Linked DNA regions of Zea mays: region 1 is linked to region 2. A link is a contact called in public Hi-C data. All regions are on one chromosome and are shown on one strand. Each heading gives the region's core, a stretch centred on a gene start, on an enhancer-like site or on the middle of the called end of the contact. The rest is flanking DNA. Distances are from core to core; before and after follow the strand shown.

Region 1 (5,454 bases), core at 1,557-4,056, 130 kb before region 2:
ACATCTATAGCTATTTCAAGCCGCTGATTAAATCCCAAAACTAGGCCATGTTGACCTGAAAGATGATTCCAAAATATCAGACCAATCATTTTGGAAGGAATACAAAAAACTAGCAATCTGGTTTACACCTTACCATCCAAATGCTCCCTAAGATTGCCATTTGGTACATACTCTGTTATGAGAATTCGTTCATTGGGTTTGTCAATATAACCAAGCAATCGGACCAAGTTCTTATGTTCAATACTTTTTAGTAATGCGACTTCGTTGCTGAATTCAGTACGTAAAGAAACAAAATTTTCCTGCCAAATAAAACCATATCAGAATCAATACCGCAAAGTATGGTCTACAAGAAAATTGTTCATGCAAAAGGAAGTTTATGAAGAAGCATATTGAAAAATAAAAACCAGCACATAAACATTATCATGGACTGCTGGAGCAAATAATGGAATTATGAGTTCATAGTTCATCATCCAGCTCCCATCTACCGCTCTATAAATATGGATCAAGTAATGGGTCTAAATCTAAAACATACTTAAACCTGAATTTGCCACTCTTAGCTCAATCTTGCTTCCCCACAATGCAATGCATACAAATGTGCGCGAGTGCAGATGAGCAATTGTGTGTATATATAAAGGAAAGAGTAGAAGATAAGGTCACAGTTCAAATAAGTTTGAATACAACTCACAAAAACTGGCACCATGCTAGGACAGTTGCTAGAATAGTTGCCTGGACCAAAATAAGTTACCTTCTTTGCCCTTTTAATAGCTACTACACGCCCATCTCGCAGTGTCGCTCTGTAGACCTTTCCAAAGTAACCTTCACCAATCATCAAGGTCGGAGCGAAGTTATGTGTCAGTTTAACCACATGTTCAAGACTGATGTTTAAAGGTTCATTTCTGCTTGGTGGCGAAGACAATGAAAATCTAGATGGACTTGCAGGTGCTCGAAGCGAGCTTGCAGAAATTCTATCAGAAACCGACCTCATTTGATAAGAACTCACTGAAAACAAACAAAAGCAATGCCACAATTGACGGTGAGTGTTTTATACAACCAGAAATACCAAGCACATCTCCTGTTTTCTAGTATGAACTTTGTCCTCACAAACAGGTTAGCCATTGCTTTGCTGTTGTGACAGGTTTCAACATGATGAGTGAAACGTCACTTTATGACTTACAGGAATTGGAATGTTCTGCAAGAACATGGTCTTCGCTTTCATCTTTCCTTTTTGTGCCAAAACAGGTGCAGAGGGACTCAAAACACACAAGAAACATTCCCGCAATTGTAGCAGCTACCATACTGCTACCTATCTTCAGTCATCAAATACTGGGCAGAGATGTGCCTCTTCATTTGTACTTGATTTCTTTATACCGTTGTCAAATAAAAGGCTGCCCCCCTTCTCATAGGTTCAGTCAAAACAGAAAAAAAAACAATAAAGCCTCAGTTTAGCAGCTTTGAAAGAGAAACAAAATTAGATACTCGTAGTACAACATGAACTGACAATTGACATACTTCTATGTTCTATCATCAAATAATCCACAATACAGTCATTTGGTAAGAACAAGGGATGTTCATGTACTCTCTATGTAAACCAAAAGGTGAGTTTTTTTAGTGTAAAGAAGAAGAGTTTGCTTGTGAACGCAGACACAGTTTTCCCTTGTACTTTGCCTGGCAAGTACAAAATGATCATGCATTTATTATAATACAACTGGAGGTGCTGTACAGATTCATATATGACTAAAAAATGGGGGCAAAAAACTAGTATTTCTGTAGATTTTGTACGTCTGTACTCTGTACTGATTAGTACAGAGTGTTTGAAACATAGGCAGGCAAACAGGACGGAAAGCGAAAGATCAAACTGGAAAAAGAAGAGAGGAGCAGGTAGTTTGATCATGCACCACAGCACCAGAACAAGGTTGAAGGAAGCACATGAGGATCCAACATGCCTCAAATGGCATAACAGGCAGGGTGTCTGTTCCCAATTAGAGGAAAACTACAACTTTAGGCATTTCAAAAAGGTCAGTGGCAACACTGTAGCTTCACTGTTTTAGTCTTCACAGGTCAAGCTCGCCATCAAAACCGTGCCAATCCTATCCCACAGAAGATTGCTAAAAAAAACAGCTTAGCAATGAATCTTTGCGGGACTGTTTTCAGGACTGCCGCTGGAGTTCCGCTCAGCGATCATGCCATAAAGCTTATCTATGCTACTCTGCAATCACCCGAAAAAAACAGACCAGACAGGCAGCAATCCGACCACGCACCAAATATCCGAACCGCTACCAATCGCCGGAACGCGCAGCTGGGAACCGGGTCTTGGAGTTCCAGGAATGTTAGGCGAGTACTCACCGCAGAGGAGAGGAGAGGAGAGGAGAGAAGGGACTCGAGCGCCGGGCTCCGCCGCGGCCAGCAATGCTCCCGTCCAGCCGCCCCAGCGCCAGCAGGCACGCACGACTCCTCGGGAAAACACTTGGACGGAAATGGCGAGGAAGGGTGCTCCTCTCTCCTTTTCAGGAATTCCCTTTTGATCTGATCGATCGGATCTTTGCGGTGGGCACCCCTTGCTGGCGCGGAAACCGTGTGCCTGCGCCGGTAGGAGGAAGTAGCGAGGCGGTCGCTCAAGACCGGCGACCGGGTGAGAAGACTGGTAAACGACGCCGACGCCGACGCCGCGACGCGCCGGATATTTGTATGGGGGCCGGGGGCGAATTGCTGCCAGGTGGGGCCCAGTGTTCGCGCGCGCGCCCGTGGCGGGGCGGCGGGTTGGTGTGCCACTGCCGGACGGGCCCTTGGATTGTGTCGCTGCGGAAGTGACGAGGAAGGCTGCCTTGAGGCTATCTGCACTCCTGAACGGTAAACGATACGCTATCCAGATTCGGTTTCATTTCCAGTAAAAATACGCCGCAGCCACGTACTTTATCGAGGACTGTAAACTTGGAGCATGCAAGAGAAACGCTATATCTAGCATCGTATTGAGCTTCTGCGCTACGCACTGCATATCTCTCTCTGCTCCTCTTCCCTCTCCGTCGTTCCACTTCCAAAAAAAATGTGCAAGAACGTGGCAGTTGGGATGGGAAATGAAAGAGAAATTGAAAAGAAATAATATAATATGTGATAGTTGGTATAGAGTTGAGATATAGAGTAAACATGACTGCAGAGGATTGTGATATAGAGTAAACATGACTGCTGACGGGGATAGAATATTCCTTTTAGAGTAGAAATTTAGAGTAGTATGAGTGCGGATAGCAGGGGCGGACCCACGGGGGGTCCAGGTGGGCCCTGACACACCCTAAGCCAGGCCCACCAGGGACCCCACCCAGCCATCCCATTTGGCCGACGCGACGCCCGACAGCCGTTCCAACTTCTCGTCTTCTCTCCGATCGGTTCGGCTTCCTGGCGGGCTGTTCCTGACGGCGGGCTGGCGGCTGCCTTATACCTTCCTGCGCGCAAGCCGGCGAGTCCTCGGCTCCTCGCTAGAGTCGAGCGCGCTGCCGCGCTGAACCTGCTTGGCTGCTTGACCCTTGATGGCGTGCTGTGCTGAACCTGCTACCGTAGAACTAGTCTGGCGGAACCGCGGAAGGCCGGAAGAGGAGCTTGACTGCTAGCTTGTCTGCTTGAGCCTTGAGGAGACGTCACGAATGTTGAAGAGGTAGCCATCCTGTCCTCCAGTTGTTGCTTGCATGGCTGTATGGATTAATGGATAGAGTTTTGTTGATGTGTTCGTGTGCAAGTGCAACCGGATTTTTTTTGCCAAGGGCCTTTTTCTGGCTATGAAATCTGTGTCGCAGAACTTTTTCATTTTTTTGAATTTTGTCTAACGCAATGTGTGTTGATTTTTGTCTTATTGATTATTGATTCACTACCATTATTTTGGCGTTGAGGAAGCGCAGACCAGATAAATAGTATTATTGCAATCTTTATGTTTAATGTATGCAATTTTCATGCTTATTTGTTGAGTGTTAAACTTTATATCTATATATCAAATTGTTACCAAATTTAGTATAAAATTATATGTACATTAGATAGAATTCTACATAAAAATTTTGTTATGGCACACCCTATATAAAAATTCTAGATCCGCCAGATAGCCTGAGATTCGATATAGCCACTAGGACGTTCCACGTTGGATTGTGTCAACACTGGAGACATTTCTCTGAGCTCAGTCAGTAGAGGAGGCTATGGTGTGTGTCTGGTAGTAGGACTCGGAGCTGAAGCAAGGAGTCATCACTTATGTTTTTTTTAATAAAAAATACGGTTTTGACTTCTTCCTCAAAATAAATCGATTGGCCAAATAGAACCAAGGAGAGAACAACACGATTTGCAGCAATCGGCTCAACTGCTTTTTGCTACATTTGTTGGCCTTTTGCTCCGATAGTATTAAAACAAACTGTTTATTGTGACTAAAGTTTAGTCAGTTAAAAGTAAATATACATAGAAGTTAAGTGTTAATATACATAAAAATATGGCAGAAATGCTTCTATGGTTTGCGTGAGATATGAACCATGATATATCGTTTCCTAAACACTATTTCAAAGCCTATGGCCTCTAAAACCGTTACGGCACACCCTTCCTAAAAATTACAAAAAAAACTCAAAACAATCGTATGTGGAGGCTAATATATGGTTGGCCATAAAATAAAGTACTATATAGTTATCTTAATTCATGAGAAAATAAATACATATTGACGATACGTGTTATACTATAATTCGTGCTATCATTTATCATACTATTATACTAAATTACTTAGAAAATAGTTATTGTAATCTCATAATTTAGTATAAATCGATATAGTGATTGTTGTAGCTCAATATTGATAAGCTATTCGTAAGGTTATCATCGCCCGCCCTGAAATGATGATCGTCTATCACACGGACCGTCCTGACGCGCGCCCGGCGCGGCTCTGCCCTCGTGCGGCTTTGGCCAGTCCCGGCTTGCGCCCGCGTGGCTCACGCCTTGCACGGCTCCGCCCTACGCCCACGGCACATTAAGGGCGTGTTTGCCGCCATGGCCCAGCAGCCTGGCTGCGCTCTCGGGCTGCAACTCCTGTGTTTGCGTCGCCTGCTGGCTCGGGAGCCAGGCTGTGCGCGTGCAAATTGAGCCTCTCAGTCTGGCTCCACAGAAACGAGCTCAAGGTCCATTTCCTGGGAGCCTGACTGCTCGTGGCGCAAGGATTCCGCGTTTAGGTAGTTTTGGTCTTCTAGCCTGGCTGCATATTGGGTGACAAACACCAGCTCGTCTGAGCCAGGCTCATATGGTACAAGTGCGCAAACAAAGTGAGTTGCAGTAGCCGGGACAGGCTAGCCTCAGCCTGGACCAATTGAACGGGCCGAGCTGGCCAGGGACAGGGTCACAAACACGCCCTAAGTCATTCTAATCAACATTAAGTGATTCTAATAAATATTAAATCATTTTTTAGAAAATATTAAGTTATTTATTGTTTTCAACCATTTTTGTGGGTTT
Region 2 (5,678 bases), core at 2,465-4,964:
CATAGTCACAAAAATATTATTTTGCACTGCAGATTATACTGTTTGTAAAATATAGTTTAAATATGAGTATGTGTAATCTATTGAAGATTGTGTTAGAGTTCGACTAAGGACGCCATCCTAAGTTGCTGCGAAATTCCGTGTTGGCCTTAGACTGTGTTCAGCGGTTACCCCTAAATTTCTCCTCCTATATCCTACTCACGTGCCACGTCAGCGTTCTCTTTCCCCCTATATCTCCACGCTCTACAGCGGTTCCCCTATATCAAACCTCTATACCCCACCACATCCATAAAATATTATTTCCCCTACCTATTCATCATCCATTACCATTTTTTCTCAACTATCAAATACATGTGTGCACCGAAATCAAGGAAGGGGGCAGCACAACACTACCCCTTTTTCTGGCGTTGTACTATACTCACCGCTAGTACTGTAGCAATTGTAGGGATGACCGATGAACGCGCTCGCGTGGAACTGTATCCGCCATAACAAGGGGAGGGGAAGGTTGGCGGGGATCATTGAACGTAGTCTTAGAGTTTGGCTAAAGACGCCATCCTAAGTTGCTGTGAGATTTCGTGTTGATCAATTCTTCAGGTTCCAACTCCCACCATGGCACCACCAATGATGAAAATAGAATGCTCAAATAATTTTGGGACTAACTAGACCCTTCTTTTCTAGACACAAGACCCTGTTATTTATGAATTATCATAATTTACGTATCTAGATTACATAATTTTAAAGGAAAACAAATAAGGCTTGTTCCTCTTTAAGATTATATAATCTAGCTTATGGATTATATAAGCACTTATTAATCTGCTCATAGATTATTATAATCTAGGTATCTTCATCCAATAATATATGTTATTTGTTTATCTTTTAACTTATTTAAGCTGGATTATATAATAACAAATAGGCCTTCGACCCACAAGAATATATCAATATGTCAACACATACAACAATTATATTCCGAAGGTACTTCCGTCACCCAACAAGTAAGCTGTACCGCCAGATTGATGCTATAGATCAAGACTCTGTACATCCTGTATCCAGATTTGAATTAAGTTTCTCCAACAATTCGGCATTAAACCACAACCACAACACTTAGGGCTGTTTTAGTGACCAGAGATCACGGGAGAATTAGATGGGATTGAGAGGAAAATTAGTTTATTTCTCCTTTAACCCTCTTCCATCCCCAGTGATTCTTTTGTCACCAAATCAGCACTTAGATCTGTTGTTTCCCTTCTAGATTATATAAGTTGGATTATGGTGTAAGGGTAGAAGGGTAAAAATATCACTTTAGAACTATAAATAAGCTGGCATTGAGTAGTTTAGTTCAGCTTATTTGTGCTTTCAAAGTGATATTTTACCCTCTTACTCTTTCGTCATAATTCAGGTTATATAATCTAGGAGAAAAACAAACATGTCCTTAATAAAATGGCTTTCAACAGTACTATGACAAAATTCAGATATCTAGGCGGCAGCAAGCTAGTCACATTTGTAAGGAAGCTGGAACTATAATGTTGAGACTCAAAATTAACAATGTTGTCGTGGAAACTGATATTACATAGACAAACGTCGCCGGTTGGTTTGGCTGCAAGGCATAACCCATGCAGCTACCAGAAATAATTTCACCTGAAAATTCAGAACTAAAGCTGTCACATGCTCGTGGCTCGAGAATCATGCCAACCCAGTTGCCGAGCTCGCTGTTCCCACATTGCTGTGAGTTTCTTCTCCTTTGAAATTGCTACTTCAGACTGCTCCCGAGCTTCCTCGCAGGTCTCTGTAGCTGCATTACACTTTTCGGCTTCTCGCTGGTATTGAGTAGCTTGTCTTTTTGCTTCGACAAGAGTGGCGTTCATGTGGTGACTATGCTCCTCAGCTACAACCTGCTGCAGCTTGAGTTCCTCATTAAGAAGATCGACAAATTGCTTCTCCATCTCTTTGGCAAGCTCAGGGTTGTTTTTCCCACAATCTGCATATTTCAACACAAACTTTAAAGTTTTAGTTCAGTTAGCCTAATATTTTGATAATAGCAATAATAAGGTCAGGAAAGTGTGCATTGAAAGAAAAAGGTAGACATAGAAAACAGTGCAAATAAGGTGATTCAAATATTTCGACAATTCCTGTTCTGGAAAACTGGGTGGCTATGAGATACAAAAGCACAAGAACTAATGGTGCAGCATAGTGAGGAAGATTTGTGCAACCTTGATGAAGCAAATATACCGTCCAAATCTAAAAAGTGCCAAAATGCCAAATCTAGTTGGATGGAAGAACAATCTCTGAGCTTCATTGGATGTTATGAACGTCAACACATACTAAGGCTATCTTCAGCAGCTTACTCATCCCCATACCTATATTCAAACTCCACTTTGTGAACAGTGCGGTCTACAGTGCAAAATAGTTTTTTGGGCGACCATATGGGTGAACTGCTGGACACGGTCTAATCACAACTAACTTTCATCTATGCTATATTGTTAGGGTAATAGCCTGATGCCAAAGACTTATGAAATGCAAACCAAGATGAAGAAAAAGATATTTTTTTCTCAACAACAGGATGCTTTTAAGAAGCCTACAGTAGGTATTTCAGTAGATCGCATCATTAGACAAATCTCTGTAGTTCCGCACCTAATTATAAAATCCAACTCTTAAAGATATGCAGCACTTAACATACTTGATAGGCTAGAATTCTAGTGTTCAGCTTTTCTTTTCACATAAGACAATTTGAGGCTAAATGATTAAGAATGTGAATTTTCAGAATTCAACACATAATTTTACTTTCATTTCATAAGAACTATTTTGCTCGTGCATTTTTTGTAGTGTGAAGAATAACCCAAGTAGAAGGTTCCATAAGGTCTATAAATCACCCCATGCATCATCATAGTGACTGAACTACTGAAGGCAGCTTCACGAATTGTTCAGTTTAGTAAGTAAAGAACACAGTGATCCATGACGATTGCTGCCATTCTATCATAAGATAACCACTATGCTCATCCAAATATGAGGAAACCCATGCCTCAATTGACAGGAGTGTGAACTGTGAAGGAAGGACCCAAACCTGTTATTGAGAAGTTGGCAAGCCCTGCAATAAACACAAATTCCTGTCAGTAATGTGGACATAGCTGCAACTGGGAGTTTTCATCATAGACGATTAGACACAGCAACTAAAACTAGCTTATTTGCTACCCATATGCATGCGTCAGCTGTACCATATGCTATGGCGTTCATCTGATGACCCTAGTCCCGACCAAAATACAGATTATTATTTTTTGTTTTACCTAACGAATTATGGGTAGACATGCGTACCGACACTGATCAGGCGAGAACTGTAGGAAGATCTGGAAAGAGGGTCTGAACAGGACAGATCACCTGGGGCGATGGACTTGAGGGAAAGGGGCGCCGGGCAGTCGCAGCTGCAGGGAGGGCACGACGGGGAAGAAGCCACCGCCGCCGCGGTGGACGAGGGGGAGGAGGAGGAGAAGCCCTTCTTGTAGCGCCAGTAGAAGGCGGGGCCAGAGACCCCTAGCGCGGAGGCCACGGCCAGGATCACCAGGCACCAGCGCCCCAGCGCCGCGCGGCGCCCCCCGCCGCCAACCATCGATCCTCGGGCGTAGACGCGCGCGCAATGTGGGTTGGGAGATCTTCGCCCCCGCCGACTGCGTCTTCGCGTAGTCGCTCGGCGTGACCACCCCTGATTTCGCCTTGTTGTGGCTGGGGCACGGGCCGGTGGTGGTGGTGGACTGGTGGTGGGGCTCGGGTGGTGAGGGGAACACTGAAACAGTGGCGTGGGGGAGTGTGGGAAGTGAACTAACCGCGGATGGTTGGTGCGGAGGTAGAGCGCAAAAATGGCTAGTGCGCGCGGGGTCCCCGAGCGGATTTCCGGCAAACAACAGGGCCGCGAGAGGAGACTGGCATGCTGAGTCCAGAATCCTTGATTGAGCTTGGCAGCCTGCCACTACGCACTATCGTGCTGATTCGTGTGGAGGTGGACCCAACTTAAAGTTACCGCGCATGGACCGGATTTTAGAGAAGTCCAAGAGACTCGGTGAAGTGCCTTTGCTCGGTAAAAAAAATGAAAAGCGCCATGGCTTTCATACTCGCTTCTTCATCTGGCTCGGCATCACAGGTAGTGTTCTACAGCTGCATGTCACGACGACAGTCCTGGTGGCGGCAGGTGCAATAAGTGGATGTGAAAAGTTAAATTTAGAGAATCTGTTGGTTAACCCCACCTTGAAGAAGTTATCTATTTTAAAGAGTCGTCCATAAAACTCTATAATTGGCTAGGATTTATAACTAGACTCTTGGAGTTGCTTTATTTGGATTTCATCAACTTAAATTAGCTTAATAGCATGATATTTACTATTACATTACTGGCCGCTAACCAACTCTCGTGGAATACCAATGCCCAGTTCGATTCAAACCAAACACTTTTCCCACACACGTGGAAATGAACTCCACAAAGCTTACATCTGAGTCTCACAACACAACACAACACAACCACACATTGCTATTGTCAGATATCAACAGCACGAAATGCTGAGTCGCAGCTGATAAACACACAGCAAGGTTCGAGCTCAAGATAACAAGGCTCCCGACACCACCCTAGGGTCACTAAACGCGTCGTAGCTCCACATTAGCATTCACAAGAAACGGATATGCACCTACCTTGACTGCAGCGGCGCACATAGAGTATGGCATTGTGCCAAAAGTCCAAATGAAGGCAGGCAGGTATGGGTACGGCCCATCAAATAACTCATTGGCCGATTCGCACGCCAAGAATGCACTGTGCGAGATGAGTCACGTACGGCTCCGCTTGTGAACTGTTACTCAGCGTAGGAGCAAGACTCTGCAGCTCTGAATTGAACGCTGCTTCAAATTTCCTGCAGCCAGCCAAGACCAATGCGATGTTAGATGGGTGGAACTTAATTTAATACCAGCGTTTCAAGGGTAGATAGAGGAGCGGATACGTACAGGATCGACTCTGACATGACAACATTCTCTGATGCTAGTTTCAGCTGCTGGTCTCTGTCCTGTGATTTATCGATTCTTGATCTTGACTTCCTAGACTTCGATGTGTTCTCAGAGTTAGCGACATCGATAGATGGCATCAAGATCTGGATGGAAGTGGCATACTGAAGGCATAAACCTTTCAGCTTCTCGACTTTCTGTGAATGCAAATAAATAGAACAATGATAAGAATTGATTCTTTCAAAAAAAAATCTTGAATGGTACCAAGAAAAAGCTATCAACCAAAAGTTACTGTTTTATCTTCTTTTCTTTTAGTTTTAAGAGAAAGGGTAAAAGGACACACCACAAGGAGTTCAGGCGACAACAGCAAGCATTCTTTTAGACACTTCTGGAGGAAGAAATCATGGATCTGGATAACCTGCAAGCAGTATTAACATCAAAAGGTAAGGCATTCCGCACGGTTAGCATCGCAGTTTTTTTTTTGCAAAAAACACCCCAAATTGAAAAAAAGAAGTGCAAAACCTCATCTATGCTCCTTGCTGTTTGAAGGCGGTCATGCATCAGATGCCAATTTGGTTCAAGAACCTGGGACCAAATGAATAGTTTAGAACTTGCCCAACATGTATGGTTTACCTCAAACGTCAGACAATGCATGGTGTTATCTGTGGTTTAGCATGATCAAAAGAATAGTTTAGCATGCTGATATGTATGGTTTA

The links. A called contact is a pair of places that touch in the nucleus more often than the background predicts.
Region 1: a Hi-C map of leaf shows a contact between it and region 2, with 4 times the contacts expected there. The contact joins the promoter of LOC103641821 here to the promoter of LOC100194145 in region 2. A contact is called at or near these places in 2 of 25 Hi-C or Micro-C datasets (leaf and tassel).

The regions. Positions count from the first base shown.
Region 1 is chr10:131,329,464-131,334,917 of Zm-B73-REFERENCE-NAM-5.0, reverse strand. LOC103641821 (calmodulin-binding receptor-like cytoplasmic kinase 3) reads right to left here and starts at 2,806. Exons shown (of 7, transcript XM_008665146.3): 1 at 2,344-2,806; 2 at 1,175-1,393; 3 at 746-999; 4 at 134-299; 5 at 1-55. The coding sequence starts at 1,295.
Region 2 is chr10:131,201,661-131,207,338 of Zm-B73-REFERENCE-NAM-5.0, reverse strand. LOC100194145 reads right to left here and starts at 3,714. Exons shown (of 3, transcript NM_001139196.1): 1 at 3,364-3,714; 2 at 3,053-3,076; 3 at 992-1,969. The coding sequence starts at 3,592. The coding sequence ends at 1,653. LOC100274060 reads right to left here. Exons shown (of 21, transcript NM_001148439.1): 18 at 5,485-5,547; 19 at 5,306-5,380; 20 at 4,966-5,159; 21 at 4,484-4,874. The coding sequence ends at 4,748.